2 separate regions of the Hordeum vulgare genome follow, and region 2 is linked to region 1. Evidence: chromatin contacts called from public Hi-C data. All regions are on one chromosome and are shown on one strand. The core of a region is the stretch at or near the end of the contact, and the rest is flanking DNA. Distances in the headings are between cores, read along the strand shown.

Region 1 (4,152 bases), core at 1,409-3,908:
CACCAGTAGCCGGTGGTGGTCGTGGGACCGCATCTATTCCCACATGCATCTAAGGTGAAGCTCTCGCGCGACCTCACCATGTCGGCGTCGCGTCATGTTGGTTGGCTCCCCCTTCGTCTCCTACCTACTCCTACTCCTTCAGAATAGCCCCTTGTCCATTGCCATGGACGACCTTTTTCAATTGGATGGAAAAAGGTGGTAGGCGACCAGAAGAGAGTGTTGCCATGGACGACCTCTTGTAGATGGGCGTGGACGTGATGCGACCAAGAGAGATCCACTCGTAAAGCCGTGTGCGGTGGTGGCCAACGATACCATTCTTTGTCGGCCAGGCGAACGAGTGCATCTAGCCAACGCGACCTCTACCCCATTGTTTGGCCTGCAGAAGTCACCACCACCGCCATCGCACATATAACACACATGCCAACAACAACAGCCGGACGGGGGCCGATCCCGTCGAATCCGAGGGCAGTGCAGATGTATGCCGCCGGATCTAGCAGGGCCGACGCTGGGAGACCCGAGAAGGCGCGATGGGTGACCCTAGCTGACGCTTGGAGGGAGGGGTGACACCGAAAGGGCGGGGCCGATGATCTGCAAGTATAGAGACTACAATTACAACCTTTTTTGAAATGAGAGTATTGATCTCACTGAAAGTAACCCTTTTGTTATTTAAATGATTCAGTTTATAAGAAAAGCTCGATCAAAAAGGAACAAGTTGACCCACTTATTAAAGGAACCGGACCAAAAATCATACAAGTTACAAGTGAAAAGAAAAAATAATAGAAAATAGCAGCCTCGAGAAGGCATAACCTATCTAGTAAGGAGAACTATTATCATCACAAGATACACAAGTAGATGTGGCATTACCTATCTAGTAAGGAGCACTATTATCATCAGAAGATACACAAGTAGATGTGGCATAACCGCATAACCTATCTAGGAAGGAGAACTATTATCATCATAAGATACACAAGTACATGTGGATGCCTTCGAGGATGAGAATATCAAAACTTTACAAACAACCTAACACACCATATTAAACCCAAAGACACAACTCAAGAGCATGCACAATCGATGAGTGCGATGAATACCAGCCTTTTTTTGTGCTGGTAAAACAGTTTTATTCCAAATGGATAGGGTTACAATCAAGAGGTAAGAGTTTCTCGACACACGATGGACCTCGACCAAGCTATATAACAGTAGTGCTCTCTGTATGACTATAAACCTTAACTGAGGGCCTCCCACAGAAAATCAACACGGTTTGCAAGTAAAGAACGCAATACCAAGGGTGCCAAGCTTGCCGCAACACAAAGGCAGCCATGGTGGTTCTTTCGCGCAAAACTTGATACGGTAAGCTACAATCTGATGTAGAAATTGAAAGCTCTTCTCAAGATCAAGATAAGAACATAAGCTGAAGCAACATACTAGTAAAAATAATACTACGTGTACAAACGCATATTTACCAAGCAAAAAAGGGAGACCTGCCTTGGTTGTTAAGACTAGTATAGGCGCTTACTATCATTGTCAACGGCCGCGGTTGCACTAATTAGCTGGTATTATCCCTTAAACCCAGCTAACCATACGCGACGAAGCTTCATGACCTCTTTTCGGCTCTGAGGATGGAACCAAATCACACGTCACGTTCCACCTGCGCGCACTCGCACGACAGACCTGCGCTAGTTGGTTCTTATCCTTTTTTATTTTCTGATAGGATGAAATAGTTTGCTTCTTGGGTTGGACTTAATGGTAGTATCATCAATAGTATTATTATCATGCATGTCAACTACGCATATTTATAATCCATTAAGACCTTTTTTCTTTAAAAAGTCTTAGGACTTTTTTTAGTCCCAACTAAAAAGTCTCTAGTTTCTATTTGTTTTTTTTCAAGGACTAAACATGGATTAGGGGTCATTAAATGACATGCAAAAAGACCATGTTACCCCTAGTAATATATTAGAAGTTATTAAATGGCATGCTAAAAGTAGGGACACTGTTGAAAAAAGTGACAAAAAAGTCTCAAAAAGCCTCTTCCATAGGGACTTCTTCCTTTAGTCCCAAATACCCCCTTTAGTCTCTAAAAGTACCTCTTGTTTTTAGTCCCTACTTCAAAAAGTCCCTGAAAAGAAACACCCCTTAAGGTCTCGTTTGGTTAAGGGGGATTGGGGATGTTTTGAGAGGGAGGGATTTCAACGGATTGGGTGAATTCCTTTGTTTCACCCAATCCTCTCAAATCCCCGGGGTTTTGCTCCCACTAGTCTTCCGAGGAGGGTTTTGAAACACATGAATAGGAAGGGATTGAAGGGGAACGGAGGAGATTGGGCTAAGCAAACCCCTCCTACCAAATGGGCGCGCGAGGATCTGTGAGGTTTCTGGGCCCCTCGGGGATTTTTTCTCTCAAATCCTTCCCAATTCTCCTTAACAAAACGAGACCTAAAGATACTATATGATACTCTTCATTATAGATAGCCTTATCTCCACGCATGAGATGGAAAACGACCGCCGCGCGTTAAGATTTTTCCTTTTTTTCGAGAACTGTAAATTGTATTGTATTTCTCTTGTTTTATGTTGAAAACGAGAGCGACAGGCCTAATAAGTGGGGCTGCATGGGCCGGCCGGGCCTCACCGACCGCCTTGATCTGCGCCCTGCCCATCAAAAAGCGTATTGGAATCTTCTGGAGTAATATTCCATTCCGGATTCCACGCACGTGAGTGTCGTGGCAGCATCCAGCCTCGAGCGTCACGGGCGTTGCACACGTGTTCCATGGGTTTTCGTACCTTTAATGGACTGTATTTTGTAAGCTGGGCCGTTCTGTGGGCTCGTTGTGAGGACGATAAAAGAAGTCCATGGGCCGCGTAATATTGTCAGAGAGTGATGGACCAGGCCACGAACCAACATGAGTTTACCTCTAAAGAACCCAACATGAGTTTTGTCTAAACAAAAGGAAACATGAGTTTTAAAAAAATGGTGGCAGCTGTGGTATTGGAAAACACTGAAGCGCGCTCGAGCTACACTAAAATCTGATTTGAAATTGGAAATTAGATTTGGTTTTTCAGAAATAAGCTGAAACTAATTCCACATGCATATATAGAAACAAAGTTTCAGATTCATATATTTATGTTTCTTGTGCAGCCATATAATAAAATAATTCATAAGTATATACCCTGCAAAAAAAGGTATATTCACAAAAGAAAATTTGGAATTATTTGTCCCTTCAAAAATCCGGTTCACTAGATCCGAAAGTCATTTTTAAAATAAAGTAAGTTTCTCTACGACTATTTTTTGTTGTAATTCTAGATCTACATAAGATGAAAACAAAGTAATTACTACTACCTCCGTCCTATAATACTTCCTCCATTCCCTTATACAAATACACAATAAAAAAATATTTTGCATCTATACAAGACCACTAACACTAAACGAGGCAAAAATTAATGATGTTATCTCATACTAATAATATAATTAATACTTGTATGTACGTACTCATAATGACACTCAGCTACTTTCCTGTCATTTCTTCCTTGCATTCATGCGGCGTATTAATGATCCCGCTAAACAAAATAAAAAGTCGGCTTGTAAAGTAGTTATTAAATTCTACTTTGATACTTGTAATATGAGTTTGTGGCCTTGTACTCTCTATGTCTCGGTGCATTAGGCTGCTTCCAATGCAAAGGTGCTAAGACGTGGTGCTAAGAGCATTAAATAGCTTAGCAACTCAACTTTCCAATGCATAGGTGCTTAACCTGTTGTTGCTAAGCTCACTCTATTTAATGATTTAGCACCTAAACTCTCTCATGCATTGGTCATCTTCTTTCATTTAAGTGGTTTGCCTAGATTCACGTGTATGGCATTGGTTCTTCCTGGGATCATCAAAGTTGTTCTCTTTCCTTCTTAATTGCTATGCCATGTCATTTTTTTGCTTATGTGGCATGCCTAGCATCTGTCCACCATGAAGCACTGGAAAGGGCCTTAGGCATCTTAGAAGATGCACTGCAACCTAGGCACATAGAGATTAGGTAGGAGAAGAAATTGAATTGCAGAGAAAGCCAACCATATTATTTCTTTCTCACCTGACAACCTGCTATTAATTAGGGGACCTCTTCAAATGCAAAAAATATGTCACATAAATTACATGCATTGGTCCTTCAATTAATAAA
Region 2 (4,493 bases), core at 192-2,691, 220 kb before region 1:
CGTCCGTGCCGACGCATTTCAGTCCTAAATTTGGGTTAAAAATGGAGTCGGTGTGTACGCGAAGCGAACACATTTTGACAATAGGTCCACACATTAAACCATCACTTTTATTCATACGGAGTCAAACAAACGACGACAAACAAAATAGATCGTTATGATGAAATTGCTCTAAGTCATCGTGACAGCCAGCCGGAGTTACAGCGCAGATGGGCGCGTCATTGCTGCAGCTGTACGCGCTCACCGTCCAGATAGACGTCTCCTGCGATTGCATGTACTCCCCAAAATGACGGTGGGACTTATTAATGTTTCTCTATGTAGTTCAGTACTACAGTACTACGTTAACCAAACTGTTTGACCCGTGTAATCGCGTGGGCGGTGTGGATTTCGAGATGGATCACAAGGCACTCCTCCGCCGACCATCCTTTCTAGCGACACCGCGACAGTTGAGCGAGGACGGTGAGTGGTTGCAAGTAAATGGGCAAAGTCCACTCCCCACCGAAGCAATCGCCTTGTGTTAAATGGACGGTGAGTAGTGTTATTTTCGGCCTGTTTACCAGGCCGAACGATCATACTCACTGGTTTCTTTGCACATGTTGTGCATGGCCATGTTTTACAGCAAAAATATACTACAACAATATACTACTCCATCGGTTTTTAAATATTTGTTTTTAAATAATTCATTATAAACTATCTACGGATGTATATAGACATAATTTAAAATATAAATTTATTCATTTTATTTTGTATGTAGTTTATAATTAAATTTTTAAAAGAACAAATATTTAATAACGAAGGGAGTAAAAGAGGCTACACAAATTACTAATTCCAGATGTTTTTTCTAGAGTGAGGAGGGATTTTGCGCTATAGAAGCTGGTGGCTTGTTCAGCTTTGTTGAGCCGAGGCCGAGCTCATTGCCATTTTTTTAGTGGAGGCAAACCAAAGCCAACCCTGGCTCGGCTCGGCTCGTTCCCACCACCAGCAAGCCTAGACGCTAGACCCAACCGCCGGCAGGGACCGGATATGTGAATTGTCAAAGGCGAGGACCGTGGCGGATTATAAATTAAGTCAAGGTACCGCCTGAGCACAATGCGCCAATCAGAGAGCCCCCGTACCCAGCACGTGCCCGGAGCGCGACCTGGACGGCCCAAAACACCCGGCCGACAGGATAACCACCATCGCACGTCGTCTAGCCAGATAGCCCACGGGCAGCGCAACCAGCCAACGGCACCAACCCCGCCACCCCCCCTCCCAAACGAAACGAAATGACGGCGCACAGCCGCGCGGCCGTCACGTCGACCCAACCCTGCAACCCAACCTGGCTTCCCAACGCCCCGCTTTAACCCCGATGCGTCCCGTGCCTGGGCTCCAAACCGTACCGCGTGAGCGTGAGTTAAAACGTGAAATGGACGGGGGCGACCGGCGGAGCTGGAGCTGAATCAGCTTGACGTCGACGGGGCGTGCATGGGCCTGGCTGGTTTCGGCTGGCACCGACACCGCCTTGAGCGGGACGCTGCTTCTGGGTCCCACACCGGCTTGTTTAGTGCGACAACTGATATAATCAGTAATGCCCTTTTCTTATCCTTCCAGCGGGGTAAGCAATAATTTAGGAGCCGAATCGCAGGATTTATCAACTTGCCGTTTTTCGAAACATTATCCCTCTTGGTCGTAGTGGCCAAGTGGGCGGCAGCACCACATTATCCTGCTCAACGTCTCATCAGGGAAAAATGACAAGAATTAGTTGTAGAGTCGTTGGCTCGAGACACGCTAAACGTGGTTAAGTGGGGAGTGAAATAATTGAGTACCTCACATGTCTAATTTGCTCCATGTTTATCGAATGTGACCATGTTTTGAAAATCGAAGATAGAAACGGCCCAAGTGGAAAAGTTTAAACCAAATCTGGCAGCTGTTCTCTATGTCTGAATTTTTCTTTTCAACACACTACAACCGAAATCGCTCATATATATGAGCATAAAAAACTCATCTTTATGAACGTGCATGCACACCCTATCTTATGAGCATATCTGAAAGATTGACTTGGCACATGTCTTGAAATCGCGCCGACTACGGTCATGGCGGTAGATGGCGACGTCATTGATGTTGTTTCCTTGTTGAGGCATCGTCGTTGAGTTTGCGTCATCAGGCTCGGGATGCTTCAGGGGAAACACTAGATCAGGGTCTTTCGGATCGGACGATGATGGGTTCGCAGTATCGCTTTTCCTCTTGGGAGCATCGTTTTGGAGCAAGTGATGGCTGGATAGGAAAGAGGAGGAGCGGTGTTGCATCGACAGCAGGGTGGTGGTAGCGTGTGGATGTACACGTGCAGGATGGTGGCGTTGTGTGGCGCCATGCTGGCGTCGATGGCAAGCGAGGCAAGGTCGATGCTTCAGTTCCTGCTGTGAAGATGGACCGGTGAAAGATCACGACGGGAGCGAGAGGGCGCCGGTCCGGTGTGGGACCCAGTCCTGGTATGTGGTTGGGCTGGGGCATCCGGCTATAGATGTTAGGGTTTCGTGCGATGGTTTGGTCTTAGGCCCGGATATCCGGCACACCTTCATCAAGGGGACAGGAGTAGCAAGAGGTGTTGGCTAGATGGCGGCTTCAGGCTGACTGATGTATTACTTTGTATGACATTTGTGAATAATTAATAAAATTGACTGCATGCACCGTCGAAGTTGTGTATCCTTTCACTGAACGCACATCGTCGATAGACCTGAAATAAATCAAGAAAAATATGAGCATCACACTTAAACTCTCGTGGGCATAGAATATCACTGTCCTCCTAACCATCCAACCACGAATTGTTTCGCGGTGTCTAATTTGATGTGCCGACAAACAATAAAGAGAACATTGTTTCCACTCTTGTTCCAACTCAGTACATATGATTTCCATCCTAGTAGTCCTATAAGGAGGGGGAGAAAGATGAAACTATTTTTTCGAACACAGTATAATCGCAAATGCCCATAAACATGCACATAACTCATCCTTATGAATGTGTTTGAGGTTGAACTGAAATATTTGCGTTGATCGATGGTTACATGCGCTATTTATATGTTCTCGAGAGACACGACGATCCAAAGGAGGCGTCGGTTCCAACGACAGAGGGAGATGTGTCGGTTGCGGGACAAACCACCCAACGGTTTGGGCAAGGGGAGATTCTCCCTAATTACATGAAGTAATTAATCTTAACACTCCCTATACTCTATGCTTGACCATGTAGAATCGTCTCACGATTGTCCGCATAGTGCTATCATCTCAATAGGATTCTCCTCCAAAAGTTCTTCATGAAATCTTTGATGAGAACTTGAAACATAGACTCACAAAGAGATGGCATATTTTGATGTCTTAAAGGGTATCTCAAGAAGAGACTTGCCCTAACACCTGCAAGTCCCTAAGTCGTCCATACCAATTTTATGAACATATTTATGTAATGTTGACTTTGGTAGAGAGTTGGTAAATAAATTAACAAGGTTTTCTCATGATATACTTGCAGGATGTTTATTTCCCCGCTTTTCTAAAGATTATGCGGGGAAACCACTTAGGACAAATTTGCTTAGTGATATTACTCTTGATGTATCTTGTTTGCAGTTGTGTAACACATGCCGCATTATCTTCGTAGAAAATGGTGGGTGATTCTATCGAACAAATTCCACATGACTGTTGTATGTGGTTTATCATTCTGTAAAACCATACACATTCACATGATGCTTCAAATAATGAAATTAATTTAGAATGATTGGTAGATGTTGCCATCGGAGTGTGTTTTGAAGACTTCCATGATATCACAGTACCATCATGTAGGAACACAAAGCCGATATGTGATCTCGCATTATGAGGATCACATAAATAGACAACATATTGATATGTCTTCAATGTATGTATAATTTTTTATTGTTCAATCACTACAAAAAATATGTCAATTTTTGACCCTTCAATATTGGTCATGGAATGGTCGTTGTTTTTCATTTGTGACCTTTTTACGACCAAAAACAGTTGGTCAAAAGCTGGCCGTCTTTAATGAAACTTAACGACCTTTTTGTGATATGTAAAAGGTCATTGGTTCTACGACCAATCGTTTTGGTCACTCGCAGTGTGCGCGGGCCACGTCGGATCCAACGTGGCAAGCTCACATGGCAAAATTATGACGAAGTGAATTGGTCGTTGATCGGAATCAGTCCGGTCGAGTTCGGTGTTTTACATGGGCCAAGCCCAACAATTCAACCCATTTATAATATATTTTCCCTGCTAATTTTGATCAGTTACATCGGCCAAGCCCAACATTTCAATCTTTTTAATTTTTGGACCATGGCCTTTTACTTTTTTAGATCTTTTCATTTTCTTCTTTTGGCCAATTTATTTTGGTACTAGTCCCACTAGTAAGATTGGTCATGCATGTCATGTTGACCTCATAATTAGAATCCGCACATCATAAATTTCAAAATTTGTCAAACAATTTTCATAAGTGGATCCCCCTTGTCAATTATTCGAATCACATA

What was found. A called contact is a pair of places that touch in the nucleus more often than the background predicts.
Region 2: a Hi-C map of leaf shows a contact between it and region 1, with 6 times the contacts expected there. The contact joins two enhancer-like sites. A contact is called at or near these places in 2 of 6 Hi-C or Micro-C datasets (both in leaf).

What each region holds. Positions count from the first base shown.
Region 1 is chr1H:372,814,852-372,819,003 of MorexV3_pseudomolecules_assembly, reverse strand. No RefSeq gene overlaps it. Among protein-coding and RNA genes, the nearest start is that of LOC123438278, 7.3 kb to the right of the region's middle. Within about 2 kb of position 2,658, at least 3 of the 3 cell types and tissues checked have open chromatin away from gene starts, as enhancers often do. A contact at or near this core is called in leaf, where this site is marked.
Region 2 is chr1H:373,032,704-373,037,196 of MorexV3_pseudomolecules_assembly, reverse strand. No RefSeq gene overlaps it. Among protein-coding and RNA genes, the nearest start is that of LOC123438304, 19 kb to the left of the region's middle. Within about 2 kb of position 1,441, at least 3 of the 3 cell types and tissues checked have open chromatin away from gene starts, as enhancers often do. A contact at or near this core is called in leaf, where this site is marked.